Regions from separate parts of the Capsicum annuum genome. Here region 2 is linked to region 1. The links are chromatin contacts, called in public Hi-C maps. All regions are on one chromosome and are shown on one strand. The core of a region is the stretch at or near the end of the contact, and the rest is flanking DNA. Distances in the headings are between cores, read along the strand shown.

Evidence for each region. Hi-C and Micro-C count contacts between places; a contact is called where the count stands out from the background.
Region 2: a contact with region 1 is called in a Hi-C map of leaf, with 2.0 times the contacts expected there. The contact joins the promoter of LOC107852977 here to the promoter of LOC107852978 in region 1. A contact is called at or near these places in 2 of 5 Hi-C or Micro-C datasets (leaf and placenta).

Annotation. Positions count from the first base shown.
Region 1 is chr7:156,060,196-156,066,771 of UCD10Xv1.1, forward strand. LOC107852978 (oxysterol-binding protein-related protein 4B) reads left to right here and starts at 3,443. Exons shown (of 7, transcript XM_016698012.2): 1 at 3,443-3,675; 2 at 4,183-4,341; 3 at 6,369-6,576. The coding sequence starts at 3,640.
Region 2 is chr7:156,434,594-156,441,169 of UCD10Xv1.1, forward strand. LOC107852977 reads right to left here and starts at 4,166. Exons shown (of 5, transcript XM_016698011.2): 1 at 3,673-4,166; 2 at 3,381-3,451; 3 at 2,206-2,414. The coding sequence starts at 3,811.

The sequences.
Region 1 (6,576 bases), core at 2,193-4,692:
ATTACATTCAAATGGAATGATGTATGCTTGGATAACAACACTAATATTAAGTTCAGTACTAATTAATCAATGTTTTGTCTAATTTCTACTCGAAGTTAGTGATATTTTTATTTAGGTTTAATTTGTTTGTTTTGTGGATACTTGTTCAGCAATTTAGCTCTTCTGCTAATCACTTTTTGGACATGATTAATCATCTTTCGGCAGAACAGTAACCTAGTAGTTGTATTATTCAACTTATATGCCTGAAACTTTGAATTTGATGGAAAAAAACTACTAATATGTGAAGTATTATTATGTTATCATTGTATTTTAACTTGTTATAATTACAAAATATCTTTCTTATTTGTTTAGGTTATTAGTCTAACCTTTTGTTTAATGTACTACTATACTTGTATCATTTAGATCTAATTTCTACACTTACTACGGAAAAAAATAGGAAGTAGCTATACGAAGTTTATTACTAGTCTGTCGCTAAATAATCCACAGCTATATTTTTTTATAAAAAATTTTAAAATAACCCATTACTACTGTATCATTAAATAGAATTAACAACATATATCTATGTTTAGCGACAAAAATTATACATCCATTATTGCTTTTTTTAAATAATTATCAGTACACAAAATTTAAACATGCACAGTGATTTCTTCTTGTGGCTACAAGAAAGTCTCTCGTTTTTATCCCTTTGATGTATCTTCACTGCAAGATTCAATAGGAAATATTCTTGTTTATTCATTGTTTATGACCTAATTAATTTGACTTTAACTTTAGGTTAGGCACTAATTAGCTTCCTATATGGGTGGAGTTGGTGATTTATAATTGAGATGCAAACAAAATAGGAAGATCCTATTACTGATCTTCTCTATTTGGCCGTTTGTTACATTTTTCTCGTGTTTCCTGTTTTGGCTTTTTCTATTTGAATAGTACTTGAACTAATGTCCTTTTTCCAAATGATTGAGAATATTGTTTGTGAAACAATTGCATTGTTCTAGAATATGCTTGAGTAAGCATTGCATAGTAAATCTAATTTGTAATACTAGTATATAAATGTTCGCACTCATAATTCCAAATTCAATGAACTCAAATTGTACGATTGTGTTGTGTGAATAAACTCATTATCATCAACTTCAACTATATATGGGAATTCATATTCACAGTTAGGGTGTACGGAACAAATCATCAGGTCAAACCAAACCAAACTGAGAAAAAAAATCGACTGATGGTTTGGTTTGGTAGGTTTGATGTTTGAAAAAAAAAACCGACCATTCTTGATTTGGTTTGGTGTTAATCGAAAAAAGTCAAACTGACATAATATATATATATATATATATATGCATATATATAATTTAACTTTTTATACATAAAATATTAATTATAATCTACTTTTTAAATACTTTTTCAATTAGTTTTATTAATTTTCAATATTTAGAAAGTAGGTGTGTGTATATATATATATATATGTATGTATATATTAAGTTGTAATATTTGTCCATTAATTGCTAATAAAATGATCCAAAACACAATATAAACTTTTCACTCTTCATCTTACTTTTTAGTTTCAAGAAAGTTTTTCGCTCCCCAATTTTTCAGAATTGAGTTTTTTCATTAGCACATAAGTGAAGACATACTTGATCTAATCTTTAATCACAATATAATTGTAAAAAAGGGAAAAGGCATCATTTCCACCCCAAACTATACCCGAAAAGTCGAAGCCACACCTAAACTATACTAGTGACCTATTACATACCTAAACTATAAAAAAGGTGAAACTATTTACACCTTGTCAAGCTACCACCACTTGCATGCGGTGTAGTGTTTTCACGCACTTCCACGTCAGCACCACGTCAGTAAAAAGTGTCACTTTTTTATAGTTAAGGTGTGTAATAGGTCACTTATATAGTAGGTGTGGATTCGACTTTTCGACTATAGTTTGGGGTGGAAACGATGTCTTTTCCCTTAATGTTTTTGGTCGTTTACTTTTGTTATTTAATAGGCTGGACGCGCCTAAAATAAGTGTAACACACGCGCCTTAGAATGGGGGTCGTGGGGAGGTAATGATATCATTTTTATATAGTTAAGGTGTGTAATAGGTCACTTAGATAATTTAGGTGTGGCTTAGACTTTTCTTGTATAGTATGGGATGGAAATGATGCCTTTTCCCTGTAAAAAATAAATATTATAAAAAAACGAAGAAAACCCTAAAAATCCAAAAAAATCGAAAGAGCCGACTAAATCCTAAATCGATTTTATGTTGGTTTGATTTAGTTTATAGTTTTAATAAATCGACATAATTGGTTTGATTTTTATTCAATAAAAAACCCAAACAATCCGACCTATGTACACCCCTATTCACAGTCTAACATATATATATATATATATATATATATATATATATATATATATATATATACTAATTTAGGTGTACGCGCCTCGCGCGTGTACCTCACTTTATTGAGTTCAAACTTTACACTAAATAGGATATTTGTTTAAATAATAAAGATGAATAAAATAATTAAATTCAACATCTTTTAGAGAATTTATTTAATTAAACCTAACCTCTAAAAAAAACCATCTGTAAATTGTAACAAAATAATAAGATGATAGATATATCAAAATAATATAATTAAATCTAACCTTTACACAAAAAATTTCTCAAAGCCGCCTGACACTCATCTACCACCTGTAAACTATAACAAAATAATACGATAACTGAAATATCAAAATAATACAACTAAACTTTACCAATACAAAAAAAAATTCCAAAACAGAGATATAAAACAATACAATTAAATCTAACCTTTATCTAAAAAAAATTTTCAAAGCCGACTGACATTCATCTACCATCTGTAAACTACAACAAAATAATATAATAGTGATCACAAACCTTCAGTTTTGATGAAAATAATTCTTGTCTGAGCGAAAGTTTTGACAATAAAGAATGACTTGAATGAAATCAAAGAAGATATATATATATATATATATATATATATGCATACACATTGAATTCTATTATGTTGACAAAAATAGTGAAGTTAAATTAAGCCTTCATCAATCTAGACATGCAACCGAATCAAGTTAGATAGACATCAATCATATTTTTCACAATAAGTAAACTAGTTTCTTCTCTAGTTTAATGCGTATCTCAATATTTATAAAAGATTTTCTTAATAGAATTCTATTTTAGAAGTATTTTTCTAATTGATCAGTACAAAGAAAAATATTATTGGATTCTCCTTCCATATATTTTAGGAGTCTAATTAATATAATAAAAATAACTAAATAATAAATTGAAGAATATAGTGAAAAGATAATTTTATCTAAAAAAAAGTGTGTTTTAATGAAGGATAAATAGTTCAAATTATTTTTTTAAGAGTGCTCACACTTTTAATATATATATAGAGGCGTTCAGTTAACTGTTAACCTAAAAATACTCTAAATATAATGAGAGATCAACTTTACAATTTACTACATTTTATACGTAGCTTTATTTTCTTATCAACTTCTAACTATAACTTTCTTTGCAAACCCAACAATTTTTCCTAACCGACTATCGCAACAATCCTTAGGCCTATTCGGAGATCCACATGTAGAGTAAGCTGGACCGCAGACGGGCAAAGACATCAAGTTGATCTCAGAACCATGCATCACTCTTACATCTCCGGGCAAAGACATCAAGTTGATCTCAGAACCATGCATCACTCTTACATCTCCATATTCGTCTTTGTTGAATCATTATTTCTGATATCAACCGTTAAATTAAGCCAATATAAAGATACTTTTAACATATATGGTGTGATATTATTCATTTTCAACTTATCTACACAACTTTTCTTTTTTGAAAATCTTATAATTTCTTTTTTTTATTACTTCCTCCGTCTCATTTTTTCCGTTCTAAATTTTTTAATCTGGTATCCTATTTTATTTATCTTTTTTACTTATCAAGACAAGATAATTTTTTTTTTCATATTTTACCTTTTATATTAATTATTTTTTCTTTAAATTAAAATATAAATATCATTTAATAGATTTATTATGATAAACTAGTTATGTTATTTATTATTTATCTTAATAATTGTGTTATACCAATTTAGACTAGTAAAATCTACGGCAGGAGTATGTTTTAATGTGTCTGTAATCAATAAAAAAGTAAAATTTGTGTGGGTTTGGTATGTTTGGGTATAGGTTAGAGAAGGAGAGGTGGGGCCAAAGGTTGTTCTAACAGCACCCTTATCATTGGAGGAGGAATCAGATGATGCTCATTACAGAGCACCTAATCTGATCCAACGCATTTTAAGCCTTTTCACCAGTGTACGGACAGGATCTGATCTCACCCGCATTCAGGCAAGTCTCTTTTTGTTTTTCCTTCCAAGTATTTATTTATTTTCATATATTGTGTGGATTATGTGGGTTTTCACGGGTTTAAACGAATATTCAAGTGAGTTGGGGAAGGGATCAGATTAATTCTGAAGAGTAGCAATACAGTTTATAATGATATAGCAGCAGGTATAGTAAGTAAATTCATATTGTTTCACTCTCACAAAAGAATGATTTATTTATTTTTTTAATTTGTTTAAAAAAAGATTATTTTATTTTTTTTGGTAATATTTTAATTTTATTTTTCCACGTGACATATTTAGTACCATAAAATTAAAAGATATTTTGGTACATTTGAGACAACTTTATTTTAAGATCACAAGATTCAAAATTTTTTTAATTTTTTTAAATTATGTGTCAAGTCAAAGTAGGTCATTATTTTTTAAACAAAGAAATTACAAAAAGAAAAAGAAGAAAGGTGACATGAGATAATCATAACAAATTCCGTTAATTCAAGGATAAATTAACAAAAGAAAAAAAGAATTTGGGAAAAAAAAAACGTGAATATTTAATTTCATACAGTAAAAAGTCAAAATTGAATAATTTAATGGTCAAAAACAGTTTCATGTGTTTGTTATTTTATATTTAGAGGACAATTAGTTTCATATTTTTTTTTACTTTTACATTTATTAGTGAAATCGATTCCTAATTTGTTTAGAGAATCTTAGTAACTTAATTGGTTAGTTATCTGAACTTTCACCTTATTAATGAGGGTTCGATTGCCCACATTATAATTCCCTCCCCCATTCCCCTTCCCCTACCCCAATTTAAAAAGAAAATTAAAAAATTCCTAATTTGTCTGCTTCAATGACGACGAGGACAGAATCTTTTTTGTTTTTTCTAATTCACTAAATAGTTAGTATTAAAAAGAAATACAAGAAATTACTATCAATTAGGACACGCAATCTGTTTAGTTTGTGACCCAACTTTATTTTTCTTCCAAGTATGTATCTGCCTCAATTGTTTATGAATTATGTATGTTGAGAATCATTTGTTGGTAAGGAAAGAGGAACAACAAAATGAAAAAAGTTAGTATAACGTACCTAATCCATAGCCGTCAATGTCATTAAGGTTTGTTGTAATTGCAATAAAATCCAATCGACAACAACAAATAACAACAAACTCAGTGTACTCCCACGTAGTGGAGTTTGGGGAGGGTAAAATGTACGCAGTCCATATCACCACCTTCGGAGAGGTAGAAAGGCGGTTTCCGATAGACCTCCGGCTCAAGATAAAGAATAATAAACAAATTCATAATAAAGCATGAAATAAGATGGAAGTAACATTGTCAAATCCAATCCAATCAATAGAAGTAACATTGTCAAATGTTAACCAAAACACAAAAATAAAATATTTTTGTCAACATTGAAGATATTTCATGTTGGTTTCAAAAATAATAAATGAAGTGCCGAGTACATTCCTTAGATTTGTTAGTAAATTTAATTTAGATATTCCAACTATGACTTATTTTGATTGAGCACGTATTTTGACAAAGTGTTTATATTAGTCGCCTTTGATACAAATTTTGAAAAAGTTTCTCAGATATTCTCTAGTGCCCATTATGTGAATAAATTAGCAACATAAAGTATGTCACATCTTTTAATTATACATATCAGGACCTAAAGTGATGACACTTATTTTTGTTGATAGTTAGAGTAGCCTTTTTTATCCCAAAGTAATTTCAGTTGCATACACTATTCAACCTCCCAAAATCACAGAATTATGATGGAATACATTGATCAATAGCTCCTTAAATTTATCAGTATATTTCGTTTATACTTGAATTATAGCTAAATTGTTTTAATTGAACATTTAATAATGTGTTCCTATTATACATTTTGGATTTAAATTCTAGGAAACCTTTGGACGTGTTCTACAACCACAAAATATGTGGATCTTTTTTTTTAATTACGCACATCAACCTTTAACTAGATCATATCTTAAGTTCTAGGACTTATTTTTATTGTTTTTTGAACTATCCTTTGTAATTTCAGCTACCTCCATTATTCAACCTCCCAAAATCACAGCTGCAATGTTATGGGGAGTCAGTGTATTGCATCAACAATGACATGTTAAGTAAGTGTGGGGAAGGGGAGAGTTCACTTGAAAGATTGGCATCAGTAGTGGGTTGGAGCATATCCACTTTAAGGCCTTTAATGTTTGGTGTGGCTCCTTATAATCCTATTCTTGGTGAGACTCACC
Region 2 (6,576 bases), core at 2,916-5,415, 380 kb after region 1:
GGCTTCCCACACTTGGCTGTTGGCCTCATTTTGAGAGATTGCAACAAGATGTTTCAAAATCCAAGTTGGATAAAATCTTCCAATACTTTTGAAGGCATCAATTGCCAATGAGTATGTCAAACAGTCAAAGTTCCGACAGATAAAATAAGTGAATACTAGTCTCTCCTTTAATCTGTTCAACCAATATCATCTCCAATTTCAGGAATGATGACCATAGACTGGCTATGTCCCTTAATGCCTCCATTCTAATATATTTCCCCCTTCTATTGAAATTTTGATAAATATGATAGGAATACGACTGACTTTTATTTTTCTAAATTCTGATACCTCCTCTTTCTTCCGAAGACAGTCTCACAGTACACCCAAGATGTTAAATCTGTCAAAAGATACCCTGCTGAAAAGATTTTTTTTCACCTTTCCACCACTTCGTACTAGAATTCACTTACCTCCCGCACTTCAAAAGTTTGGTTCCCTGCCAGAAGTACCACACCTCTACCCATAGTACCCTGTTAAACTACACCACATCAACCTCTCGTCGTTGTGGAGAAGGCAAGTTAAATGAATGTCGTAAAGTTAAACAAGGTACAGAGACACAGAGTAGGACAAGATAAGAGAGGATTGATGGATTTAGAAATCACAAGGAAAGACTGAGAAAAGAAAGAAACAAAAGTAGGGAGCAGCAAAATGGAATTTAGGAGAGAAAAGAGAAGAAAAATTATCATAATGAGACCGGAACTGCCGGACGACCATAACGGTGGGAGGGGCATGAAAGGTCACACGTTTCCCGAGAGAGAGAGAGATAAACCATCGTGCCCAATACAGTTTGCTTCAAATCCAGTTTTTAATGAAAGAACAGAAGATGCAAAAGTAGATTGTCACTTCATTTGATAAAAGAAATTTAAAGAGGGTGCAGTTAATATGCTTTGTCAACGTTATTAGTCACATATAAGATGCTCTTACAAATCACTCTGTAGCTCTAGAATTGAGTATATTTGCAGCAAGAGAGCACATAATATGTACACCAATTTGAGGAGCAGCATTAAGAATGCTAATGTTTGAAAGTTGTAAATATGACAAGATTTCGTGCCTTGTAAATATGAATGCATCTAGAATTTCGGTAATTATGTATTTAGGAGTAGGTATCCTTTATTTACCTTTTGTTGAACCTGTAATCATCATTTGAATCAAACATGCTTGGCGGAATAATAATGAAATTCATTCCCCAAAATCTCCTCTCTTTTTTGATTTTACAAAAACTTTGAGATCTTATTAGTGCAGTTATTGCACAAGCCTCATGTTTTCAGAAAAAAAAAAAAAAAAAAATATTGTGTTATCACAACCAGATCTGAGATCTGAGATGGTTTGGGCATGTGATTAGGAGGGGCACGGATGTCCCAGTTCGTAGGTATGAGAGGCTAGCTTTGGATGGTTTCAGGAGGAGTAAAGGTAGGCCAAAGAAATACTGGAGAGAAGTGATTAGGCACGACATGGGGCTGTTACAGCTTTCTGAAGACATGACTCTAGATAGGAAGGTGTGGAGGTCGCGGATTAGGGTAGAAGGTTAATGCGTGTGTGGGTTGTAGCTAGTAGTTAGGGAGCTCTGGTGTAGCTTTCTTAGTAAGCCTACGACTGTGCCGACTGGTAGGAGCCATTAGTGTATGCAATTACGAGGGGGTGGCCTTTTCTTATTTCTTATATACTTTTTTTTTACTTTCGCATTAGTCTTATTATCATGGCTCTCTTAGCTCTATTTGTATTATTTCTCATTTCTTATTTCGGTTATGCCATCCATTCTACTTCAGATATTACTATGACCTCGTTACCTATTCTTTATCTAGAGCCGGGGGTCTTTTTAGGAAGTAGCGGTATGGACTGCGCGTACATTTTACCCTCCCCAGACCCCACTTGGTGGGAATTCACTGGGTTTGTTGTTGTTGTTGTATTAGTTAATGGCTTCTTGTCTAGGAGCACTCCTAAGAACTTAAAGCTCCATAACTATAATTTCACGGATTTGACTCCCTGGAATACCTGCGTTAAATGGATTCCCCGTTTCCCTCATGAAATATAGTTTGTTTAGTTGTTCTCCTAAACAAGATATGTAGCATCAATATTTAAGATGACAGAAAACAACGGCTCTGCCTCTACTTCAGCTCTCACCTCTGATATAATAAAGATAATTTTTTTAACTGAGGCATTAGTTCTTACTGTTTCTTTCGCTCCTTTCTCTTTGAACTAGTAATGCCCAGCTCAGTCGTGTCAAACCGAAGATCCTTCACTTCTTTCCTTTTTCTATTTTTATTTCTCTTCTGATGTGCATTACCTTCTGCTGCTCCAACACCACTCAAACTGTGCATGCCATCTTTCCTCTTGTGACCCACATTTTTAGCTTGAACTTGATCTTCTGAACTTAGTTTCTGTTCAGGGACACATATAAGTCCAAAGTTTGAACACCAAATATAAAACACAGAACACATTCACACAAAAGGGAGAAAACACGAGAACAAAAATTACAAAAAAAATGGAGTTGTTAGGAGAACAAACGGAAGTGAAGGAGAGATAACTCAAGAGTTTCTTTGCCCAATGATTCACGAAAAGATGAAAGTTACTCGAGACAAGAGAGGAAATATGCAGATCTATAAAGACAGAGAGTCAAAGACCATAATTGAAACAAAGTAAAGTGAAAAGATCGTTGGCATTGACAAGGTGCAACAAATTGTATCATGGTTTGATTAAACTGGAGACTAACAGAAAATCCTTGAGACACTTCAAGTATACTTGTATTTATTTATATCTAGACAAGTTGAAACTGAATTAGTTTTGATAAAGTTAATTATCCTATTAATGTAACAAATTGAATTGAAACCAAAATGGATGTTATAAGAGAAAAACCCCCCAATCAGACATATAGGAAAGTTGGAACCTTGAATAAATATAAGACCACCAGTTAATTATTCCAGATATATATAAAGATTTTATTTTTCTCAAAAAGGACCTAAGCAAATAAGATTATGCTATTCCGACCCATGTAATTGCTAAGCAGAAACCCAACTTTTCCTGCATTAGGGGGGCTGCAAAATCGGTCTAACACTCTCTAAATTATAGAGGAAGACAGGTCTTGAACATAGAATAACTATGAGAGCAAGAGAGTCAAACAAGCTGCTAGGAATCCAACCTAGACTTAACTTGGACTTGATTGAACTTGGTGTTTTAAAGATTGACTGCATACTCAGCTAATTATATATCTAACAAAACCGGTCACGTAACAGTTCTGAGCTTTCAAAGCGTGTTAACGACGACCCAAATTAGTAGATTAAACTATAAAATTGATCTTCAAGGAGATAAGTAATACGACGACCCAAGTTTCCATATCCATACTTTACCTTCCCATTAGCACTGCCACCACCATCTCCTTTCTTCCTGTCTGCATTATTCAATGAAACTTTCCCATCCCCTAAAATACAAAAACAACAAAAACCCACTTCAGAAAAAACACGGAAAACTGAGAAATATATATTACTTTCCACCAAATACAAGTATTTCAAGAAATTAACGAGACAATGCATTGCATGCTAAGTTGTTCGGACTCTTCACTTTCAATGCCGCACTCATGTCGGATCTGGCACGCAACCGTTGATATTTTTGAAGAGTCCGAGCAACATAGATTATATGTACCTGAAAACCCCATAATTTGACGAAGCTTCGTGGGAATAGCATCTATGGAAGTAGTGGTGGGTGGGGGAGGAAGTTTAGTAGTGCCTCCATGAGCTGCTCTGTAATTCTTCTCTCTTCTCTTCTTCCCTTTCCCTCCCATTTTTGCCTCCGCAATTCGTTAAACCCTAGTAGCACTCTTTAACTCTTCTTTACAGCGTTGAAGCAGGCAGGATGAAATACAAATAGGTCAGGTCCTCTTAATTCTTTAAAACTGGTTAAATGGAATTCCTAATCAAGAGACACGCAGGTTCTACGGTTCATGTTTGCTGGTGAAGGCTCTCGGGGCTTGGTGGACCTGAGTTCGAAACTAGGAAGACGCACATTTTTATTCCTCAATATCCTCTTTTTTCCCCTTTCCTCCTTTTACTAATAACTTTATATTATAAGCGAGCCTAGCCCCAGTTCTCTCTTTCCCCCTTTTTTTCTCTTTTATTTGCAGCTAGCGAAAATGACTCGTGTCACCACCACAGGTCCAACATCAACATCATGAATATATATTATTTTTCTTTGTACAAATATGTGCATTGTTAATTGATGTTTAAATAAATTTTAAATTCTTGATTATTTAGGAATACGATAAGTAGTATAAAAAATATTTTCAATCTTTTAGTTGATTTTAAGAATGTTAGTGAATTTTTAGAAATCAAAATAACATCAATTATTAGGTTTCTTTAATTAAAATCATAGATTCAGTAGATTCATAGTTTTAGAAAAATAAATCGAGAAAATATTGAACCCATTGAATAAATGAGTAAAATATATATATTAACTATAAAAAATAGAACATTAAGATTTTTATTTTGGGTTTGAGGTGATTAAAGTAACTACAAGACAACACCTAATTAACGCTTAAAGTTTTAACGAAAAAGGTATAGATATATCCTTAAACTTTGATAAATGGTACATATATGCCCTTCGTAATATTTTTAGTACAAATATATCCCCGTCGTTAATGATTGAGTACATATATACCCCTCTCACTAACGACGTGCCATATGGCATAATCCTACCCATTAATCAATTTTTATTTAATTTATCCCCAGATATCAAACCACCCTAATTTAAACCACTGTCCGACCCATAACTTGACCCAATTTCAAGAGAAAATTCAAGAGACGTGTCTTGTTACTCAACGCAGCAAACAAACGTGTCTCCCCTACTCTTTCACAAAGAAACCTAGCAAAAGTATCTTCAATTTGTGCTTTTAATTCCTCGCGGCGTTATAGAGAATTAAGTTGAGATCTATGGGTGTTTCTTCTGCATCTACACCTTTCAATTGTTTTCTTGTCTTGGTTTGTTGTTGTTTGAATTCAAAGTTCTAGAAAATCATGTCTGGGTTCAATTATAAGTGTTCTTGCTGTTTAAAAGTCCTATTTCAGCTCCATTTTTATTCAGTTGAAACCTTCAAAGCCTTCTCATTTAATTTCTAAGCTTTCTCCATCTTCAAAATTTTTGTTTTCCTTTTTTATTCCATAAGTTAGGTTAAAACATGTCCGACATTAATTGTGATTCTATTAGTAATTCAGTGAGTACTTATTTTTGTGTTCAAATTGCGCGTTATTTCACTTCAAGAACTTCATTGTACTTGTTTAAAGTACAATGAAAATGTGAAATTTTTAAATATTATTTTATTTAATGTTTCAATATTATGTTTTTGTTGTTGCCTTCTCTATTGTTATTGATGGTGTTGTTGCCTTGTCGAGCTTTTGTAGTTGGTGTAATTTGAAGGATATGCATGTTCAATTTATGATGTTTAATATATGCTACTTTGGCTATGAAATGATACGATTAGATCAATTTTATCTAGGAGAACTTATGACCATGTGGAGCTCAACTTTGTCTTTTTTTTTTCCTAATACATACTGGTTACTAAGCTTCTCAGTCCTTGCGTGATGACATGAATTTTAATGTGACGAGAGTAGTGAGATTTGTAACTTGCTCTCATTTTCGCACCTCCTAGTACAATTCCTATTTTAATCTTTATTCTTCTTAAACTAAAAAGGGCTTATTTGATTTATTGCTCAGTTTGTTACAGTATAAAAATAGTCTCAGAAAATAATAAAGTTTTTGTAAACTTACTGATTGTGTGACTTGTTGTCCAAACTTGATAGTGAGTTGAGCTTTATTATTGTAGCTATTCTTTGTTGTGCCCACTTTTTCATAATTAAGATAGAGTTATAAGCTCTAATATTCCAGTGCTTTGAATGCATGCTTTACAATGAAGTGTTATCTTCTTAAGTGATTGATTTTGAGACTGCACATATATTTTTGTTAAGGTAATGAGCCCATCTTTGGTGGAATAGATAAGGAATTTTCCTTGACATGGATTATATGTGGTAACAAACTCTTTGTTTGGAGTTACTTATCACTAGCGGCATCTAGGAACTGCATTGTTCTTGATCTTCTTTTAACAATGTTCGAAAATGAAGATGTTGGAAAATCTTCTATGATTGGTTAGATTGTTTCATCAATTGGATAGAAGTTGAGTTGCGTGGACTCTTTACTTTCGATGCTGCACCCGTGTCAAATTTTCCAAAAATACACTATTTTTAGAGAATTTGACACACACTCGTTGACATTTTTAAAGAGTCCGAGCAACATAGGATAGGAGTACCAATAAAGTTTCTACACAGTGCCATTCTACTAGTGTTGTTGCTTGTAATCGAAAAACTCAAAATCTCATATACTCGCCAAATATCTACTTTGTAGCTCGAAATTAACCAGTAGTAAGTCTCCCTAAGGAGTCTAAGGTGAGTTTCTCTACCTCTGATGTAAAGGGCATCCCAACCAAGTTGAGGCATAAGATAAGCTTGGGAGTAGCGTTACTCATTCAAATTCTCTCAACTGTTTGATTACTTGTGTTGT